Linked DNA regions of Pan troglodytes: region 1 is linked to region 2. The links are chromatin contacts, called in public HiChIP or PLAC-seq maps. All regions are on one chromosome and are shown on one strand. The core of a region is the stretch at or near the end of the contact, and the rest is flanking DNA. Distances in the headings are between cores, read along the strand shown. Region 1 holds the start of KIRREL3 (kirre like nephrin family adhesion molecule 3). Region 2 holds the start of DCPS (decapping enzyme, scavenger).

What was found. HiChIP or PLAC-seq counts read pairs in DNA pulled down with a chosen protein or histone mark.
Region 1: an H3K4me3 HiChIP or PLAC-seq map of stem cell-derived excitatory neurons shows a contact between it and region 2, with 7 times the contacts expected there. The contact joins the promoter of KIRREL3 here to the promoter of DCPS in region 2. A contact is called at or near these places in 1 of 7 Hi-C or Micro-C datasets (stem cell-derived neural progenitor cells) and 1 of 1 datasets of contacts at active chromatin or transcription factors (stem cell-derived excitatory neurons).

The regions. Positions count from the first base shown.
Region 1 is chr9:128,940,822-128,945,764 of NHGRI_mPanTro3-v2.0_pri, forward strand. It overlaps KIRREL3 (kirre like nephrin family adhesion molecule 3), which reads right to left and starts at 1,410. Exons shown (of 17, transcript XM_016922484.4): 1 at 1,322-1,410. It overlaps LOC101059748 (putative uncharacterized protein KIRREL3-AS3), which reads left to right and starts at 1,417. Exons shown (of 2, transcript XM_016922498.4): 1 at 1,417-1,606; 2 at 1,608-4,094. The coding sequence starts at 1,514. The coding sequence ends at 2,240.
Region 2 is chr9:128,238,121-128,242,804 of NHGRI_mPanTro3-v2.0_pri, forward strand. DCPS (decapping enzyme, scavenger) reads left to right here and starts at 2,575. Exons shown (of 6, transcript XM_016922497.4): 1 at 2,575-3,104. The coding sequence starts at 2,904.

The DNA.
Region 1 (4,943 bases), core at 160-2,659, 700 kb after region 2:
CTCCGCTGACGTGCCATTTAGCATTGAATTCTAAAATCAATCACTACTGTCTTCAGTCCCTGGACCTTGGGGAGGTCTTTTGGGAAACTCTTAGCCTTTCCTCTTTCAGTAGTAGCACATCTTTTGAGGACTCTGCTCACTACAAGGCACATTCCAACTCCAAGTTTCCATGCGGATGTTAACTTTAAAAAATTATCCCTTGGTATTTGTGAACAAGAAAGAAAGAAGCAGGGGCATATAGAAGTGTGCTTGTAGGAGCTGACACCTGGTAGTTGACACCAAAGATCTACAAATTAGTAGGTGTCTGCTTTGTTGACTTTTCTATTCTTAACTTAATAGTTTATTTAACTGCATCCCTTAGAGGCTGTTAAACATAACAAAGGGAAATTTGTAAGCAAACTTTGGGAGGAGAAACAGAAATGTTGAGCAACAGAAACTAAAAGGACACAAAAGAGGCAGCCCATTAGCTAAATTAACAAACAAGTTACTGAAGTAGTGTCAGCTGAGCCTGAGTCCATTAGCCTGGTGTAACAGATCATGCAATAAATGGAAGAGGCAAATCAGAAACACACAGAGGAGATAAAAAATAATTGTAAATAACATATGCCAAATAACACATTAAGACTGAAAATAACTCTATGTATAGCGCCGTCACCTTAGTAGTAGCTTTGCATTAAGCCTATGGGGTTATTGGGGAGAAATTTCAGGTGTCTGCGTGCCATTCTTGCAGGGAATGAGACAAACACTAGAATGCAGATTCTCTATCAAAGGTAGCAACATTTGATGTTTTAACTAAAGATTTATCCTTTAAGCTGTTGTTTAATTTTGAGTGCTAATTCCTCAATGGCCCAGGGCCCAGATTTGCTTAATTCAGCCCCCGAGGGAACTATTACAAAACCAGGGTCACAAGGCTAGTGAAGTGTGCAATACGCAATAATCAGGCACACGTACAGGCGTCTGCACTCCACGCTCGCACTGACTCTTGGAAAGAAGAGGTGGGCCTGGGAGATCCAGGTTGGAAGGATCTTGTTTCGCTCTCCCATTGGCCCCCAACACTGGCCTCATGGCCCCCTTACTGGCTCCAGGCATCCCCCTCACCCCCACCACCCAGCCAGCTGGGGCTGTTCCCCTCTCCACTCCCCTCTACTCCCTCCCTGTAACCTCCCGTCTCCCGCAGAAAGAAAGAAAGAAAGAAAAAGCTTGGATTAAGTGATGAGCTGCCCGCCTCTAAAAGGACCAGGAGGCGTATCAAGCCTGAGTGCCGGAAAACCCACGGCAATCTTCAGCAGCCACCACGTGGGGCAGAGAACGCGAGCAGTACCTGCAGGACCCACAGCCGGTCGGGCTCTGGCGCCAGCCTCGACGGCGGCCCCGCCATCTCCGCCCGGCTGCCCGCGGCCTCACCTCCTCCGGGGGCTCGGTTAGCCTCCTGGCGCTGCAAGGCGGCCTGCGCGCGGTTCGCTCCGGGGGAGGGAGGAGGAGGGAGGCGGCGAGGAGCCGACGGCTCCACCTGATGGAGAAGCGCGGAGAGTCCCTAGACCTCGGAGTGCGCTGCAAGAGGGGAGAGGAGAGAGACCGCCGCCCCTGCTGGAAGCCTTCGCGTCCGGGGGGCGGCGCGCGGGGGACGGGGTCTCTGGACAGTCGGTGGAGGCAGCAGCCCTACAGAGACAGCCGAAAGCCAGCAACTTGGAAAACCGCCCGAATTCTGGTTTTCTGCACATCCAGGCTGGCTCCAGGTCTCTTGTGCCCACCGTGCAAGCCGGTGGGATGCCAGCAGGTGGCATCCTCTCCAGCGTTTCTTCGCCAGGCGTGGAGTCCGGAGGCCGAATCCATCAGTCCCCAGCCCCCTCCCCAAGCCTCGGGTGCCAAGTGCTGGGTCCTGTGAGCCCCTGGCCCCGCCCCCCACCTCCGCCAGCGGGGCGAGCCGGAGCTGGATGGCCCAGACCCGCGCGGAGGCGGGAGCCTACAGAGGATGCCGGCCGGCCCCAGGTTCTGCTGCTGGCTGGCCAAGAAGTGACAGGAGGGCAAGGCTCCCCCGGAAAGCGTCCAAGCCCTGCTCTCCTGCTCTTCCAAGCCTTGCTGCCTGTTGCCCCCAGGGTTTTCTGAGTTCTGGGACGAAGAGAGTGATGCGCAAGGTTCTGGGTCCCGGTGCAGGAGTGAGGGGTACGGCTGTCGAGTGCTCGGAGCAGGCTGGCTTTTGGGCACACTGCAGACCTCAGCTCACCGCCACTTTCTCCTGACCTTCCTCGTGGCTGTCAGCCCAATGTCTAACATGTGTTATTCCCTCGCTTTGTTCAAAGGCCTGTTTTGGATACTTAAAGACATGTGGAATGACTATGAGAATTCCTGTTCCTGGAAAGTTTGTCCTCTAGTTGGAAAGAGGTATATACAGGTCTGTATGTGGGAAAATATTATAAAACATCTCACTGACATTTTAATAAGAGAAATTGCCCTGGATGGCATCTGTCTGGGCCCTTCCTTTTCATTAGAGATGCATCCTTCTAGGTTAGCTTGCTTGGGGCCCTGCAGGAAAGCTGCAGGATGAGGCAACAGTCCAGGGCCCCCACCTGGGCCCAGTGTCCCCACTGTCCTATCCTTCTCCATCTCCCCCACTGCCATGCTGGCCGGGCTCACAGTCACAGCTATTCTGTGTTCATGAGACACCATTATCACCAAGAAGAGGGAGCGGCTCTTTTAAGAGATGGGCAGTCATCATGTACAGAGAATTGCCTGCTTAATGCCTCTTCACAGTATTTGTTGCAGAGATACATTAGAAACCGCATTCCCTTTTTGTTTTTCATATATCCTGCCAGTACTGGTTAAACCTCTTTTGTCCAGGGATTTAACACATTTTGAACAGCCTCCTACTGGGAGTTCAGGGTAACCTGACTCTCCAGTCGTAGGTAAGTTAATAAGGACTCCAAGCTACGTACACTTCCAGAGACCAGATGGTCGTCAGAGGTCCTCGCTGGGTGGCAGCCTTTATGACCTGGGCAGTCACAGTCTTCTAGCCTATTTCTTTTTCATTTATCTGAACCAGATTTCTTGCTTACTTCTGTGTAGGTGGATTACGAGACCTTAACCCCTGCTCCCTGCAGTTGGTCTTTCCATTGTAGAGGGAAAGGGCTCAGAGAACCAGATATTCAACTTTCAGAAGCATCCCCTGAAGGGCAGGTTGTCTGCTCCCCTGATTCATTGAGGATCAGGCCTCATGGAGGGAGTCTGGTGAGCCTTTTGATGTGGCGCTGGCCTGGCCACTGCTAACCAATGTGGCCCCTTAATGAACCTGGGCACACCTTTCTTCATCTATTAAATGATGTGTTTGAGCCAGTGGATCTCCAGGATTCTTCAGAATCCTAAAATCACATTGTCTTCTGTTCCAGAGGCCACACCTTTCATCATGGAGACAAATGGAAATGCTCTTTAATGCCATCAGTGTTAGGGCAGATTATTTCGAGTGGTGGGTCTCCATCCCCAAAAAAACAAGTGAGCAAGTGACAACCCTGAGATCTGTGTGGGCCTCTCCACTGTCATTGGTTCTGACCTTTCCTCAAACTGCTTTGTGTTCATTCTACTCAGTCTGAGCACCCTCAGTCTTTCCCCAACTTACTGAACTCATTGTCTTTCCCTTATCTCCTTGTTTTCCCCAGAACCAGACCCCACATCCAGCCTTGGTTCTGGGTTCCAGGACAGACTTCCTTCAACATACATCTACAACCATGTTGGATGCAAAATGCAAACATTTTATTAAAGTAAGGGAGTGGTGATGCCGGAGTGGCTAACTGGAAAAGACTTCCTTTAAAGGGAGCGAGGACAAGGATGCCTTGTACGTCTTCTGTCTTAATGTGAATCACACTTTACAGTAAAAATTGTTTAATCCTGTATTTTCTCTGATACCCTGGCAGCCCCATGAAGGTGGGGACAGCGCCCCTCTAGTTCACAGCCGTCTCCACAGCTCTTACCCAGGTAGGCAGTAGGCTCTCACTACGTACTGCTGAATGAATGGTAAAGTTTTACCTAGTGCCCCACATTCTATTTCCTGTTTTCTGAATCCAATTTAACTTATTCTTCCCTCTGTTGTTAAACCATTGTCAAACATCTGGCATGTGCCTGCCACTGCTCTGGCTGTATTTTATGAGGATGGGTAATGAATTTAGCCTATATATAGTTTGCAAAATGTGGAAACACACTTTAAGAGGCATGGCACTAAAGAAATGAAAGATATTTTTATCTCTTCAGCATCATTCTGCACAAGGATACAATTCTCCGGCAGCACTGTTTAAGAACAATAGACCTGTTTAGCCTTGACACGCTCATGCATGCAGGGCACTGGGTACTCAATTCACATGGGAGCTGCATTCTCTATCTCAGCAAATACCTGAAGAGTGTGTAATTTACAGGGAAGAAAAGATATAAGAAATATTATGAAAGGAGATGGCAGTGCTCCATGCCTTGTGTCATTGCTGGCTGGGTGCGTAGGCCAGGACCTTCCAACAAGCTCTGGGGATGGCACCAAAGGCAAGCTTCAGCTTCATTCTTCAGGGTTTGAAACAGGTTGTGTGTCATTTTGGAATATGCCATGTGCTCTTTTTGTGGATATGAATAGGCTAATTATGTGGAAATTATTGGAAGACAAAGTGAAATTCCAGTTACATGACTCATTTGTGATATTCAAAGTCTTAGAAATTATACTGCATTTATTCTTTTCCTCCATTCTTCTTTTTCATGCCCCTCCCCTGAACCATCCCCCATACCCCCTACCTATGTTATAAATTAGTAAACTTTTATAGCAGCCAAGGGAGTGAAAGATCTCACTCAAAGTTCCTTTAGGCTTTCTTCTTAGATGACAAGTTTTACTTTTCTTTTTCTTTATTACATACAGTATTCCTTTTTCCTTCCCATCTTTATATAATAAAATTATATATATTAGCGTATTAGATTTA
Region 2 (4,684 bases), core at 1,325-3,824:
GAGATGGGCAGGTCACCTGAGGTCAGTTTGAGACCAGCCTGGCCAACATGGCAAAACCCCATCTCTACTAAAAATACAAAAATTGGCCAGGTGTGCTAGTGTACGCCTGTAATCCCAGCTACTTAGAAGGCTGAGGCAGAAGAGTCGCTTGAACATGGGAGATGAAGGTTGCAGTGAGCCAAGATTGCACCACTGTACTCCAGCCTGGGTGACAGAGTGAGACTCTGTCTCAAAGAAAAAAAAAGGGGGGGGGGGGGCTCCTATCCCCAGGCTCTTTCACACTGTCCAGTTTTGTCCTATTAACAGTACTTGGCTGGGCACGGTGGCTCACGCCTGTAATCCCAGCACTTTGGGAGGCTGAGGCGGGCGGATCACGAGGTCAGGAAATTGAGACCATCCTGGCTAACACGGTGAAACCCCGTCTCTACTAAAAATACAAAAAATTAGCCAGGCGTGGTGGTAGGCCCCTGTAGTCCCAGCTACTTGGGAGGCTGAGGCAGGAGAATGGCGTGAACCCGGGAGGTGGAGCTTGCAGTGAGCCGAGATCGCACCACTGCACTCCAGCCTGGGCGACAGAGGGAGACTCCGTCTCAAAAAACAAAACAAAACAAAACAAAAAACAGTACTTAATCATTATCTTGTTTACCTCATGTACCCCATTTGAATATACATTTTATGAAAGAAGAGGCCTCGTTGTCTTGCTTAGAACTAATAGCCGCTGGCACATGGAAAATGGAGACCTGGAAAGGTTAAGAGACTTTTCCAAAGTTGCACAGCTAGTCAGTGTTGGGGCCCGACTTCATGGCTCTCAATTATGGGCTCTTTTTGTTAAAACATAGCTACTTTGGCAGGGTGCGGTGGCTCACGCCTGTAATGCCAGCTCTTTGGGAGGCCCAGGCGGGCGGATCACGAGGTCAGGAGTTCGAGACCAGCCTGGCCAACATGGTGAAACCCTGACTCCACTTAAAAATACAAAAAGTTAGCCGGGAGTGGTAGCAGCCGCCTGTAATACCAGCTACTCAGGAAGCTGAGGCAGGAGAATCGCTTGAACCTTGGAGGCAGAGGTTGCAGTGAGCCGAGATCGCGCCATTGCACTCCAGCCTGGGGGACAGATCCTAAGTCTCTCCTAATAATGCTTTCTGCATCACACACACACACACACACACACACACACAAAGTAGTCCTTTTTTTTTTTTTTTTTTTTTGAGAGGGAGTCTCGCTCTGTCACCCACGCTGGAGTGCAGTGGCGCGATCTCAGCTCACTGCAAGCTCCGCCTCCCGGGTTCACGCCATTCTCCTGCCTCAGCCTCCCAAGTAGCTGGGACTACAGGCGCCCACCACCACGCCTGGCTAATTTTTTTGTATTTTTAGTAGAGACGGAGTTTCACCATGTTAGCCAGCATGGTCTCGATCTCCTGACCTCGTGATCCAACCTCGGCCTCCCAAAGTGCTGGGATTACAGGCATGAGCCACCGCGCCTGGCCCAAAGTAGTCTTTTATCCAACTCCTAATCTATATTTCTGGTAGAAGTAATCCAAAAATCAAACTAACACATGGTACACTTTGTTATTGACCAAAAACTGACTGTAAATTGCATCTTGTTGCTAATGTTGAGAATGGCAAAAACTGTCCCACACCCATGAGATCTGTCTGAAAACCTAAACTCAAATCACTGGCAAAATAAATGTGTGGCTGACTGAAGCGATGTAAGTACCAACTCTTTTTTTTTTTTTTTTTTGAGACGTAGTCTCGCTCTGTCGCCAGGGTGGAGAGCAGTGGTGCGATCTCGGCTCACTACAATACTCCGCCTCCCGCGTTCAAGCGATTTTCCTGCCTCAGCCTCCCGAGTAGCTGGGATTACAGGCGCGGGCCACCACGCCCGGGTAATTTTTGTATTTTTAGTAGAGACGGGGTTTCACCATGTTGGCCAGGATGGTCTCGGTATCTTAACCTCGTGATCCGTCCACCTCGACCTCTCGAAGTGCTGGGATTACAGGCGTGAGCCACCGCGCCCGTCCGTAAGTACCAACTCTTCACAAAATTTAGATCTGTTAAATAACACCAGTGAAAAACGGGCTAACCAGAAACAATGGTCACCAAAGAAACCCTCAACAGCAGAAGTTACAAGTAATAATTTTATATGGCAAAAAAAAAAAAAAAAAAAAAAGAGAAACGAAACCCTGGGAGACGAATCATACTGCAAATCATATCCCTGGGTAGCAGGGCAGAAATACAGGTAAACAAAATAGAGAGGAGGGGGATGCCTCTAGCCCGGAAATAAGTGGGTGATGGAGATGGTTCTTCTGGCCATATTCGTTTACCTTTCTTGTCAGCAGAGAAGTACTGAGTCTACAAAGTAAAAAACTGACCACGATGAAAATTTCTGCAAAGTAATTAAAATGGGAGAAAAATGGAAATGGCTTAAATACTCGGTATAAAAAATCGACCAAGGAATCAAATGGGCTCACGGATTTGCGTCAGAAACGTTGCTTCCCCGATAATTGGTCAACGTCGGTGTAACTATGATTAAAATGTCAGTATTCAAACAAGGCCTCCAACACTCCCGTGGCCCAAGGGCGTCTTCGGCTCCCACTCCCGGGCGTGGGCCTGCGGGTCCCTCTTCACTGCGCAGCCACCTCTAGCCCGCCGCTTTCGGGACTCTCAGCCTTCTTTTCCCTTCCCTGAAGGCCGGCCGGCACCACAACGGGGCCAAAGGCAGTAACTTGGTTGAAAGGCGCGCCCTGGGACAGGTCAGCGGGCTCCGCCATGCGCGGCACGCAGCCCGCAGGAGCGGGTGCCAGAGCAGGGTAGGCCAGGAGTTAGCAGCCCAGCCAGGCCGCTGGACTCGGGCTAGGGGCGGGGCCAGCGCAGGGGGCGCAGGCGCACACCGCCTCCGCGGCAGCATGGCGGACGCAGCTCCTCAACTCGGCAAGAGAAAGCGCGAATTGGACGTGGAGGAGGCCCACGCCGCCAGCACAGAGGAAAAGGAGGCAGGAGTTGGAAATGGTACCTGTGCTCCTGTCCGCTTACCGTTCTCCGGCTTCAGACTGCAGAAAGTGCTGAGGGAGTCTGCGCGGGACAAAATCATTTTCCTACACGGGAAGGTACCCGGAGGCAACCCTGAGGTGGGATGCGGGAAGCAGTGAACCAATCATCGCCTCGGAGGCAGATTTTTTTTTTCGGATCTCGGCTGGAAAATACCAATCATTATCACTCGGGGGAGGCGGGAGTGCGCCACTAGAATGCATAGAGGGGCGGTGAAAGGCGGCAAGATTGCCTTTGAAATTAAGGCAATGAACACATCTAGCTCTAATTTTTCTAATGTCTCCACTAGAAATATCTACTGGGAGAGTGCATTGCAGATTAAAGATCACATGTTACATTCCCCAAGCCATTCATCATCCATTTATGTATACAGGGACTAGGAACCCAGTAAATGTTAGATGTCTCGCTCATCCCTGTCCGTGGAAACGACATGAGACTGTAGGAGATGTGATCTCTGCCTTACGCGACTTCAGCCGTAACAGGAGAACAATATATTATAATTGTTAATTCAGTTCTACGCACGCACTTTCATGCATGCCAGACACTAAACTAGGTACTGGGGATGTGGAGACGAAAGTTACCATCCCTGATCTTCAGGACTACGGAATATTTCTGGCGAGACAGATACACACAGCTTGCTCCAATACCAACGTGCTCAGCAATCTGGCAGGGGCTGAGGAGAGATGGAGACCATTCCAGGAACTAGTGAGGAGGCCTAGCCAGAGCAGATATGGGGGTTCCCCGGAAACTAGTGAGGAGGACTAGCCAGGGCAGATAAGGGGGTTCCCCAGAACTACTAGCAGGAACTCTCACCTTTGGGAGGATCAGGGAACCTTGGCCTAGGCTTCCATGCCTCTGTGTGTATCTGGTTTTTAAATTTTTATTTATTTATTTATTTATTTATTTTTGAGACGGAGTCTCTCCTCTCTGTCACCCAGGCTAGAGTGCAGTGATGTGATCTCGGCTCACTGCAACCTCTGCCTCCCGAGTTCAAGCGATTCTACCTGCCTCAGCCTGCCGAATAGCTGGGATTACAGGCCCCCGCCACCGTGCCCAGCTAATTTTTGTATTTTTAGTAGAGATGGGGGTTTCACCATGTTGGCCAGGCTGGTCTCGAACTCCTGACCTCAGGTGATCCGCCTGCCTCTGCCTTCCAAAGTGCTGGGATTACAGGCGTGAGCCACCGCACCCGCCTTTTTTCTTTTTTTGAGATGGAGTTTCACTCTTCTTGTCCAGGCTGGAGTGCAATGGCACTATCTTGGCTCACTGCAACCTCCACTTCCTGGATTCAAGTGATTCTCCTGCCTCAGCCTCCCAAGTAGCTGGGATTACAGGCATCTGCCACCATGCCCAGCTAATTTTCGTATTTTTAGTAGAGACAGGGTTTCACCATGTTGGCCAGGCTGGTCTTGAACTCCTGACCTCAGGTGATCCACCCACCTCTGCCTCCCAAAGTGCTGGGATTATAGGCGTGAGCGACTGCGCTGGGCCTTGTTTTTTTTTGTTTTTTTTTTTTTGTTGTTTGTTTGTTTTTGTTTCTTGTTTTCTGTTTTTTTGTATGCGATTCTGTCTGGTTCTCTCACCCCAGCTGTCTTCAGTGTGCAGCACCTGTTGGAGGTGTTAGTCATGAGAGCCTTCG